Regions from separate parts of the Danio rerio genome. Here region 2 is linked to region 1. Evidence: chromatin contacts called from public HiCAR-type data. All regions are on one chromosome and are shown on one strand. The core of a region is the stretch at or near the end of the contact, and the rest is flanking DNA. Distances in the headings are between cores, read along the strand shown.

Evidence for each region. HiCAR-type assays count read pairs that join an accessible place to other places.
Region 2: a contact with region 1 is called in a HiCAR-type map of caudal fin, with 5 times the contacts expected there. The contact joins two enhancer-like sites. A contact is called at or near these places in 5 of 18 Hi-C or Micro-C datasets (caudal fin, embryo and fibroblasts) and 2 of 4 datasets of contacts at active chromatin or transcription factors (caudal fin and embryo).

The regions. Positions count from the first base shown.
Region 1 is chr4:12,415,458-12,419,987 of GRCz12tu, reverse strand. The region is part of intron 3 of btbd11a (BTB (POZ) domain containing 11a); the gene reads left to right. Among named protein-coding and RNA genes, the nearest start is that of cyb5r3, 34 kb to the right of the region's middle. Within about 2 kb of position 2,932, at least 5 of the 62 cell types and tissues checked have an H3K27ac peak or open chromatin away from gene starts, as enhancers often do. A contact at or near this core is called in caudal fin, where this site is marked.
Region 2 is chr4:12,563,590-12,568,149 of GRCz12tu, reverse strand. The region is part of intron 1 of btbd11a (BTB (POZ) domain containing 11a); the gene reads left to right. Among named protein-coding and RNA genes, the nearest start is that of btbd11a, 15 kb to the left of the region's middle. Within about 2 kb of position 2,744, at least 2 of the 62 cell types and tissues checked have an H3K27ac peak or open chromatin away from gene starts, as enhancers often do. A contact at or near this core is called in caudal fin, where this site is marked.

The DNA of each region.
Region 1 (4,530 bases), core at 1,683-4,182:
ACCATTTCCTTCGCATGACGTCTAGTCCATTTCATGCATTACCTTCTTGTTCTGAATGTCAGTGTATCCCCAAGGGTGTTGCGATCACCACAGAGTTACTTCAAATTGCATTGACACTGACGGACAACAAGAAGAACGTGCTGTAGACTCCCATTCCCAGATGCTATGTTTCAGCACAGTAAAGTACAGTGGAGCCCTGCAGGAGCAAAGTGTTAATGGATTGTTTTAAAGTAACATAGAACTTCCGCTGTACATTGATCAATCCATCTGGACATGTCTTCCCTATCAAGTGCCCTTTCTGAACGCCCAGGAAGTGCTCGACAGTATAGGTGCATCCCCTGGGGAGACTCTGCTCTATTTTATTCATTACTTTCTTTCATTTTCACTGAAGAATGAGAAGCTAAAAGAGAGAGTGAAAGAAAAAATGAAACAGACGGTCGGTGTTGACAGGAATAAGAATGAGTGGAGGGCTGATGAATAGAGATGGAGAAAGAAAACAAGAGATCAGAGTGAAGGAGCGTCTGGAGAGGTTCAGGGTTGTGGCTTCAGATTTCAGACTTCAGTCGAGTGGACTTTTGTTGATCCGCTCAGTGACATTTCATCAAGCTTTCATCATTTATACTGTAGTGGAAAAAATACACCTAGGGCGGATGAACATTCATACTAACACTGTAATTATCACTCTTTTGGCTTGCGTATACTTTAATGCATCATTTATATTGTGAAAGACACTGAATGAGGTAGGAAACAAGCAGGATTTCCTAGAAACTTTCTATCATACTGGTCAAGGTTATATGCTTATATTTGAGATCATTTAAGTTGAGGTCAGTTATTCAGTAGTTTGTATTTTTTGATTCATGATGGTTTTACATTCATTTATGCTTTGAATTGCATTAGAGAATGTTAATCTCTGCCCTGACATCTTTTAATGTTAAAAAGTTTAATAAAGTCAGTTGTATTGATGTTTTGTTAGCTTTTTTAATGATACATTATCTAGGTTAGTCAGTAATTTTTCGAGAGGGGTGTGAATGTATTGGTGAGCTGCATGCAATGCCTTTTAATGCGCAGACCTAACCCCACCCCTCACAGTGATATCATTGTGTCTGAATGGATTCTGAACCACACCAAAACTGAGCAATGATCCAGATTTTGCAACTTTAAAATGCTCAATATGCCAAAAAAATGTAACTGGATGTCCCTTAAAGGGATAGTTCACACAAGATTTTCTCACTAGTTACTCATTTAGAAGTGGTTCCAAACTTTTATGAGTTTCTTTATGATGTGGCAGGTCTGAGATATGCAGTCCCAGCTTGCAAAGCCAAGTCTGCATCTAGATATTAGTGAATTTTTCTGTGATATTTACGATGAAGTACTACTAAAATACTTCATACTGTTAAAAATGTTACACTTTCAACATCAAACGTTGTCGGATAGTGATCACGGTACCATAATGCAATTCAGAAGTGTAAATAAATTAAAACAGTTGTAAATCACGGTTTGAATGTCTCGTTAAGTGCTTTGAAATATGCATTTTTATTCGATGTTTGGCATAATATCAAACAAAACACAAAGAAAGGGATATAGTGTAGTGTGTGTATTATCACAGCTCTGCCAGTGAGAGTGGTTGAGCTTAAGTGTATCAAATGAAAACTAAATTAGCAGCATCTTGAAGGGGGCAGAGCATGTCAGATACTTAAGAACATTTGATTGGTTATGATTTGATGAGAAACTGCAGTATGGGTTGACGTGAATAAAACCGTTGATACATTTAGATGGAAGTGACAAACTACAAGCTTTGCATGTTTACGTGGATTTCGTCACTGCTTTAGAGCCCACTAGCTTATAGATATTTTATGAACTAACAATATACTAATACTAGCATCTAATAAACTTTGTTTTAATTTCATGGGACCTTTAATACATGTATTAAATTAAATATATAACTGCTGTATTTAATACATGTCTGTTTTTACTCACCAAGGCTGCGTTTATATTATTAAATGAACTATACATAATTTTTAAAACCTTGACCTTAGTGGCTTGAGGTGATCATCGTATTGTACTTGTTCTCCCATCAAACAACTCTGAATGGTTAATTATTTCCATAAGTCAGTGTTATGTATCATAGTAAAATGTTTATGAATACCACAATATTTTCCAGGTGATCTCTTGCAAGCACATAGCCGTATTATAGAAAAACTCCCTTCCATAGATGTTAAAATCCATAACGCAACAACAAAAAAACCAACAGTACTTTCCAACCAGATGTGGCTTCCCTTTTCAACAGCTGGAATGAGAACTACATCCTTTTCCTCCAAACATTTCTTCAAAGGGAGGGGAGTTATGAAGCACATTATTCAGGCACATGAGAAACAGAGAAGGCCTTGCGGTTTGTTTTGGCGGAGCTGGGATTCCTGGCAAGCTCTCTTGCGGTGGGAAGGTGTCCGGGGACGAACATTGTGGATTATGCAAAGCTAGCTGTGAAACGCAGGTCACAGGAAACACAATTAGATCAAGATAGAGGGTTCAGGATGAGGATTGATGCTTCTGGTCTGGTTCATTATTTGGTCAAATGCTGTTGTCTTTGTATTTACATCTAAGTGTGTGTGCAAAAAAAAAACTCTCATGTGTAAATTATGATAACAAGCTTAGCACAGAAGGGTGTGTGGAAAAGTTTGACAAAGACAATCCTGTTGTGTAGGCGGACAAAAACTGTGAAGTCACTTTTTTCACACTTGAAAGCCATAAACTAAGCCCATTTTACACTTTCTACTGTTTTTTTTCCAATACAGTCATATATAACTGATATTATTAGCATGTTTATCTACAACAACCTGTCAAGACTAGGTTAAAAATATCTGGATATGCTCATCGGAAATGCTTGAGGAAAAAAATTCAGCGCACAATGACTGATCATCATGACTCACTGTAGTTGTCAACGTCCTCATGTTCTTTAACCTTTGAATAGTTCTGAGTGTTATATATGTAAAACTGGTGGTTGGCACATTGAGAAAGTTTAACGGAAGTATATTTTGCAGCCGCTTAATGATTAATCTGTTTGGCGTGAGAGTGTATTCTTGGTAACGAGCAGCTTCAGGTTTCTTTTTCTGACTGAAAACTTGTCAGGATGGCAACAGGTCTTTCATATTTTGCACGCTAATTAGATACAGCTTAGCTCTGGTAATTAACAGCAACTGTAATCTTGCCAGAGAGCTTATGATAGCTTCCTTTATAGTATCCAAAAGCTGCATGCAAACAGAGGTGTCCATCAAAACTGAAACTTTTAAAGGTTATGAGAAGAAACAAGCATACGCTGACTCTCATTGAACTGGATTTGTTTTTTAATAATAAAAAAAGCTGATCTGAAGGATTAGACAGAAAATAAATTGGTAGACCAAAATAAAATCTTGAAGATTATTACTTTAAAAAAATGCTTTACTTTAAAGAACATTTTTAGTTAAAGAATTTACTAAAAGTGCACCGTTTGCTTTCTCAGATATTACCATTTATGTCGTGTGTAATGGAGCTGTTTGTGTATGTAAAAGGTCTGCGGTTTTAAGGATCAAAGTGCAGATAAATGGATTTATTACCTCTCAAAAGAAGCAATTGAGTCGCCAGTAAATTGAGTCTTTCTGCACAAACCAGTTTAGGCTTGTAACAAATGCACATAATGGCAGCCTATAATCGTCATTGGCTGACCTCAAACAATGTCTGTCGTTGTAACTTAGACCTGGAAGAGTTCGGTTTGCACTTCAAAAGTAAATGCGTTGTTCATGTGTAACGGCGGCCAGCTAATAGGTGCTGTGCAGGTAAACCTCACTCCTCTGACGTCTAAAGGTACTCTAGCGACAAATGCTAGAGGCCATGGTCTTTAGCCTCCTTGTTAGAGCAACTGACTCAAATGTGGAAGGTCGCCGGTTCGATACCAGCTTGGAGCGGGTTAGGAGGCGTAGGACTGGCGGGGTTGCATTAGTGCCGTGACCCGAATGGGAGTGAGATTTAGGGGAATGAGTGTAACGGAGGCCAGCTAGTAGGTGCTGTGCAGGTAAACCTCACTCCTCTGACCTCTAAAGGTGCTCTAGCGACGTCTTTTGCCTCCTTGTTAGAGCAACATTCTTATTTGGAAGGTCGCCGGGTTGATACCAGCTCGGGGCGGGTTGTAGGGCGGAGAAGTAGTACTGGCGGGGTTACACATGCACGTCTAAAGGACGAAGACCTGGCGTTGAATTGATATAGTAAAATCAGTGCCATCACTGTTGTAAACACTAAACACCTGTAATCATAAAGTCATGTTGTCTGATATTGTTTTTTGAATGCATAAGAAATCAGTAATGAGAGACAATAATGTTATTTTTGTTTTTCAAAACGTTAAACCCGACTTCAGTGGTAAGCATTTCGAGTCATCTAAAATGTTGATGTTATGTAAATTAATAGCAAAAATTGAAGTTCTCAAGTTTAAGTTGAAATGGGGTTCTATAAAAAGCCCTTGGAAATGGCTATTTTTGGATATGGCATTGGATTTTTACCATG
Region 2 (4,560 bases), core at 1,495-3,994, 150 kb before region 1:
ATTTTTCCAAGAATCCAAGTCATTACTGACTATACTACCATCTTCAGAATAACTTTTGTAACTTTTTTATTTAGTGGCTAATTCATATTCATTTCTGCAATCTCATTCATACATTTTAGTATTATTTGCTCATTCCCCATTGATAGTTGGGTTTAGTGGTGGGGTTTAATGATACTGTATGTCTCTTTTTGTTATGTTTTTATACAAATTATATTGTATGAATTTGTTTGGATTAGCTACTTTCCTGACAATGAGTAATAAGTAAATATATAATTATGTTTTCTCATGAAATCGGGCTGCAGTATAAGCCTAAAATCCATCTGACATGACGTGTTGTGGCCATTCATAGATAACAATGGGTCAGCATGCAGGAATATATTATTTTATTATTATTATTATTATTTTATACTTATATATATACTATCCATTCCACACTTGTATACATATATACATAGATACATAAAAATATTGAATTAACCTGGTCAAGAAAATAAATAAATTAGTAGATTAAGTATAAAATAAAATAAAAGTTTGCCAAACATACTTTTATTATTTATTTATGCAGCAACCTTGCATCTGGGATGCTTCACAAAGAACCAACTGAAAGTCTTGCATGGTTAGATTTTTTTTAATGAATTCTTTTGCCTTGTAAACCAATAAAAAAAAAAACATTAAGGGATAAGCTTCTATATTCCCAAAATCATTCCACATAAATCTGCAGATTTTTAATAATAAAATGTTGCACATAAGTAACCAAAAAGTCTGCTCATGACTTATAGCATCATGTTTTCAAAAAGTCTGCTCATGACTTATAGCATCATGTTTTTAAAAGCTTACGAAAAATAATGCTTATAAAGTATGAGTATTTGTCGTGCTTATTTGATTCTCAGTTATGTTAACAATAAACATTATTCCTGCCAAAAATGTATCCAAAGCAACGTCTGCGGTCTTATTCGAAAATAAAACTTTAACAGTGGCAGTCAGCAACACTAATATAAGGCTTGAATGATCCTGAATTGTATCGACCCATCATGAGGACAAGAAATCGAAAGTCAGCATTCCTGAGCAAAATCTCAGCATTCTTACCATTAACTGTGCATATTCTGTGTGAATGTGTTAGTAGTCACGTTTGACTCAATGTGTTGTGAGGCGTGCAAGCCAGAAGATAAAATTGTGTAATGCCCCAGCACTACATGAGTTTTTCAATTTGTTTGGCTTGATTCATGTGTTCGGATGGGCTGGATTAAGCCATTCAGGTCACCATAATGAATTCTGGGTTGTATTCGGAAGAGCAGTGATTTTTCCTTTGAAACAGGGTTTGAAAGCAGGATGCTATTGATTAGCCGAGAGCTTTTTTACCACTGGCTTTTTTTTTTTGTTGTTGTTGGAAAGGCAGGAAACAAGCTGTATTTTTAACTACAAAAACGCATTGTTCTTGGGCTACTTTTGTTCTGGGATTAAAAAAACTAGTATTTTTAAATATTTAAGCGTGTTTGGAGTACAAAGTGTATGTAATTGTCTGTGGAGCTTTGCTTTCAGGACATTTCTTGTAATTTAGCTGAATAATTTTTCCCTGCTTCTCATCGTAATTTCCTATGACGGTGATTGTGATTCACAGCGTTAAAGCCTGGAGCTGTTTGATATGATGGCCATCTGGAATGACAAGGAGAAATGATCTCAAAAGTGCACTGGATTGCTCAGTTCTGCTTTATTTCCACTGAAATGCTTTCAGGATCATATAATAAAGCATTTAAAGGGATAGTTCACCCAAAAATTTTAATCGACTCAGTGTTTACTCAGTATTTACTCACCCTCAAGTGTTCCCAAATGAGTTTCTTTCTTCTGTCGAACACGAAAGAAGATAGCTGAAAGAGAGAAGAAAGCTGAAAACCATAGTGGGAAAAACAAAAGCAAGGAAGTCAATGGTTACAGGTTTCCAACATTTTTCGAAGTATCTTCTTTTGTGTTTAACAGAAGAAAGAATCTCAAAAATGTTTAACAACAAGTAAAGGGTGAGTAAATGCTGACAGAACTTTCATTTTTGGATGAACTATCCCTTTAAATTAGAGCTATCAGTTGTTTGCCATTGCATTGTATTGTTATTAGTCCACTACAAATCATTTTTAATTGAGAAAAGCACCCAAATCTGATTAATCACCACATGAAAACATTGAATAGTCATACAAAAAGAGACTCTTGCTGGCCCAGTACTGGCATGAATCTACAGTTCACATTCATTCATCCTGTTAAAACATCCGGAGATCTTTTGTGGTACTAAATGAAGTGAACGCACGTGTGGTGGTGCATATTGAGGTTCAAGTGTCTTTTGATCCGGTGGCATCAGTGTCTTTTGTGCGCGGTGTGTCTGCCCTTCTGTCATGCTCATAAAGTTGTAATTAACAGTTTTCAAAAGGCCTCTCATTCTTTTTTTTCCACTAATTACTGTTTTGCTGGCAGTCCCTGGAGTGAAGGGGAGAGTCCTCAGAAACTGGCAAAATAATATAGCGTCTTTCGTTCGACAGAAGCCAGAAGGAAACAAACAATTAGTCTGACTTGGCGAGATGAAGGTGGGTGGCAGAGGGGTTTTTTAGGTGCGTTGACAGCAAAGCAAATGTTAGTTCATCTCCTATTGGCCTGAAATATCACATGGATGGCAGGAAGAGGCAGTGAGAACTGGGTAAGAGTTGTGATTGGGAAATGATCTGAGACTGAAATTTGGGTTGTAAACACAACTGGAACATGTCTGAGCAAGTTCCTCACCACCAATGAAGCCACAAAAAGAGATTTACACCTTTATTGACTGACGTGATCATTATCACACAGGTCTCTGGCAAAAGATTTATTGAATTACAGTAGAAGTGGTACCAGAGAATGAATGAAAACATTAATGAATGAAAGAAAGAAATAATACATTTAATTACTTACTGAAATGTAAATAATTTAGGCTTATGATGATTAATTACTGAAGCTTTTATTATGGTTTTATCATGATATAGACATAAGCTGCAAAAAAGTACTTTAACAGGCATAATAGCCAAAACTTTTTTGTGTATAGATGTTCATAGTAAATAAATGTTTCAACCAAATTAAATTGCGAAAGTATTTAATAAACAACAATAGATAACACTTTACAATAAAGTCTCATTGTTAAATGTTAGTTAATAAATTATAATCAACAGTGAGAAATGGTGAGTTTTATTACTAACTTAATTTAATAAAAGTATTACAAGTTGATTTTAGCACATTATTAGGTATTTACTAATAAATTAACATCACATAAGATTATTTAAACCTTTTTGAAGTTTTCATTGTGAGTTTATTTAACTATTGGAGCCTTTTTGCACAATTTTAATGTAAAATAGCCCTATAACTAGTCACAGAATGTTAAATTAATATTTCAGCATGTAGCAGGTCAGATTATTTGTCAATTATTATTGGTTATTAAGCAAACCATTTCAGTCTCCATGCATTTGGTGCTCTTATGAACGCCACTGCAAATACAGTCTGAATATTCCTTAAAAAGCACTTTAAAAGTTTAAATAATAAACAATTATTCACTGTATGTTAAAGTGCCCATAATATCAATATTGTGCATATTTATTATCACGATATTGATTAAATGAATATAATCATATCTAAATGGAATATTAACATTTTAATTGCAAATATTTTGTCTTCGGAAATGAATAATTCATTGGAAATTTAATCAATTTTTATATAATGTCTATTAATATCTCTTAACATCTATTTTTAAATAGATGTTTTTATGCATGTATGTACTATAATGTAAATAATATTTGGATTTTAAATATTATAATTTTAAGTAAAATATTATTATTGCATTCAATTATGCAATGTATATTGTAAAAACGAATTGAATATCTTTTTTTTTCATTTGACATCGTTTGTTTGTTTGTGTCCTCTTTTGTGCATTTATCTGCGTGTACCTGATTTTGGCTTTAGGGAGCCAACACCCTTAATTCCTTGAGGTGGACAGGTCTGTACCTGTGGTGAACTGATGTGTGGTGGGAATGGGAACGAAAATAAACCACTGCGGGTCACTTCTAGTTTTTTCATCTCTTGTGTCATCACATAACAGTCATCAGCTGGCTCAGACATGCATATGCTAGAACCATACTGCAACACTCACCTTCACATGCAGACACATACACACTGCTGTGTCATACTGCATACTCACACACTCACTCTTATGCTTAATACTCACACACCCACACACAGGCTGCTTGCAGAGTAACTGCTGCTCACCCGCCACACCCTGTGCCTGCCATAGCAACAGAAACTAGTCTTACCGCTTCGCTTTTCCAACAAATTAGAGATGCACCGAATGGCCAGCCAGAAATCAGAATCGCTTGATTTTTGCTCCAAATGTGCTGTGATTGTTTTAATTTGTCCAATCTCGGTTCCTCACTTGCATACAAATTCCACAGCAATAATTTTACATTATAAAAAAGTGTAAAAACATTAACAGAAGGGATGAATACTGAGCACAAATTAATCAAGAGATGTCATATTCATATTCTATTCATCCTAAATAGTATT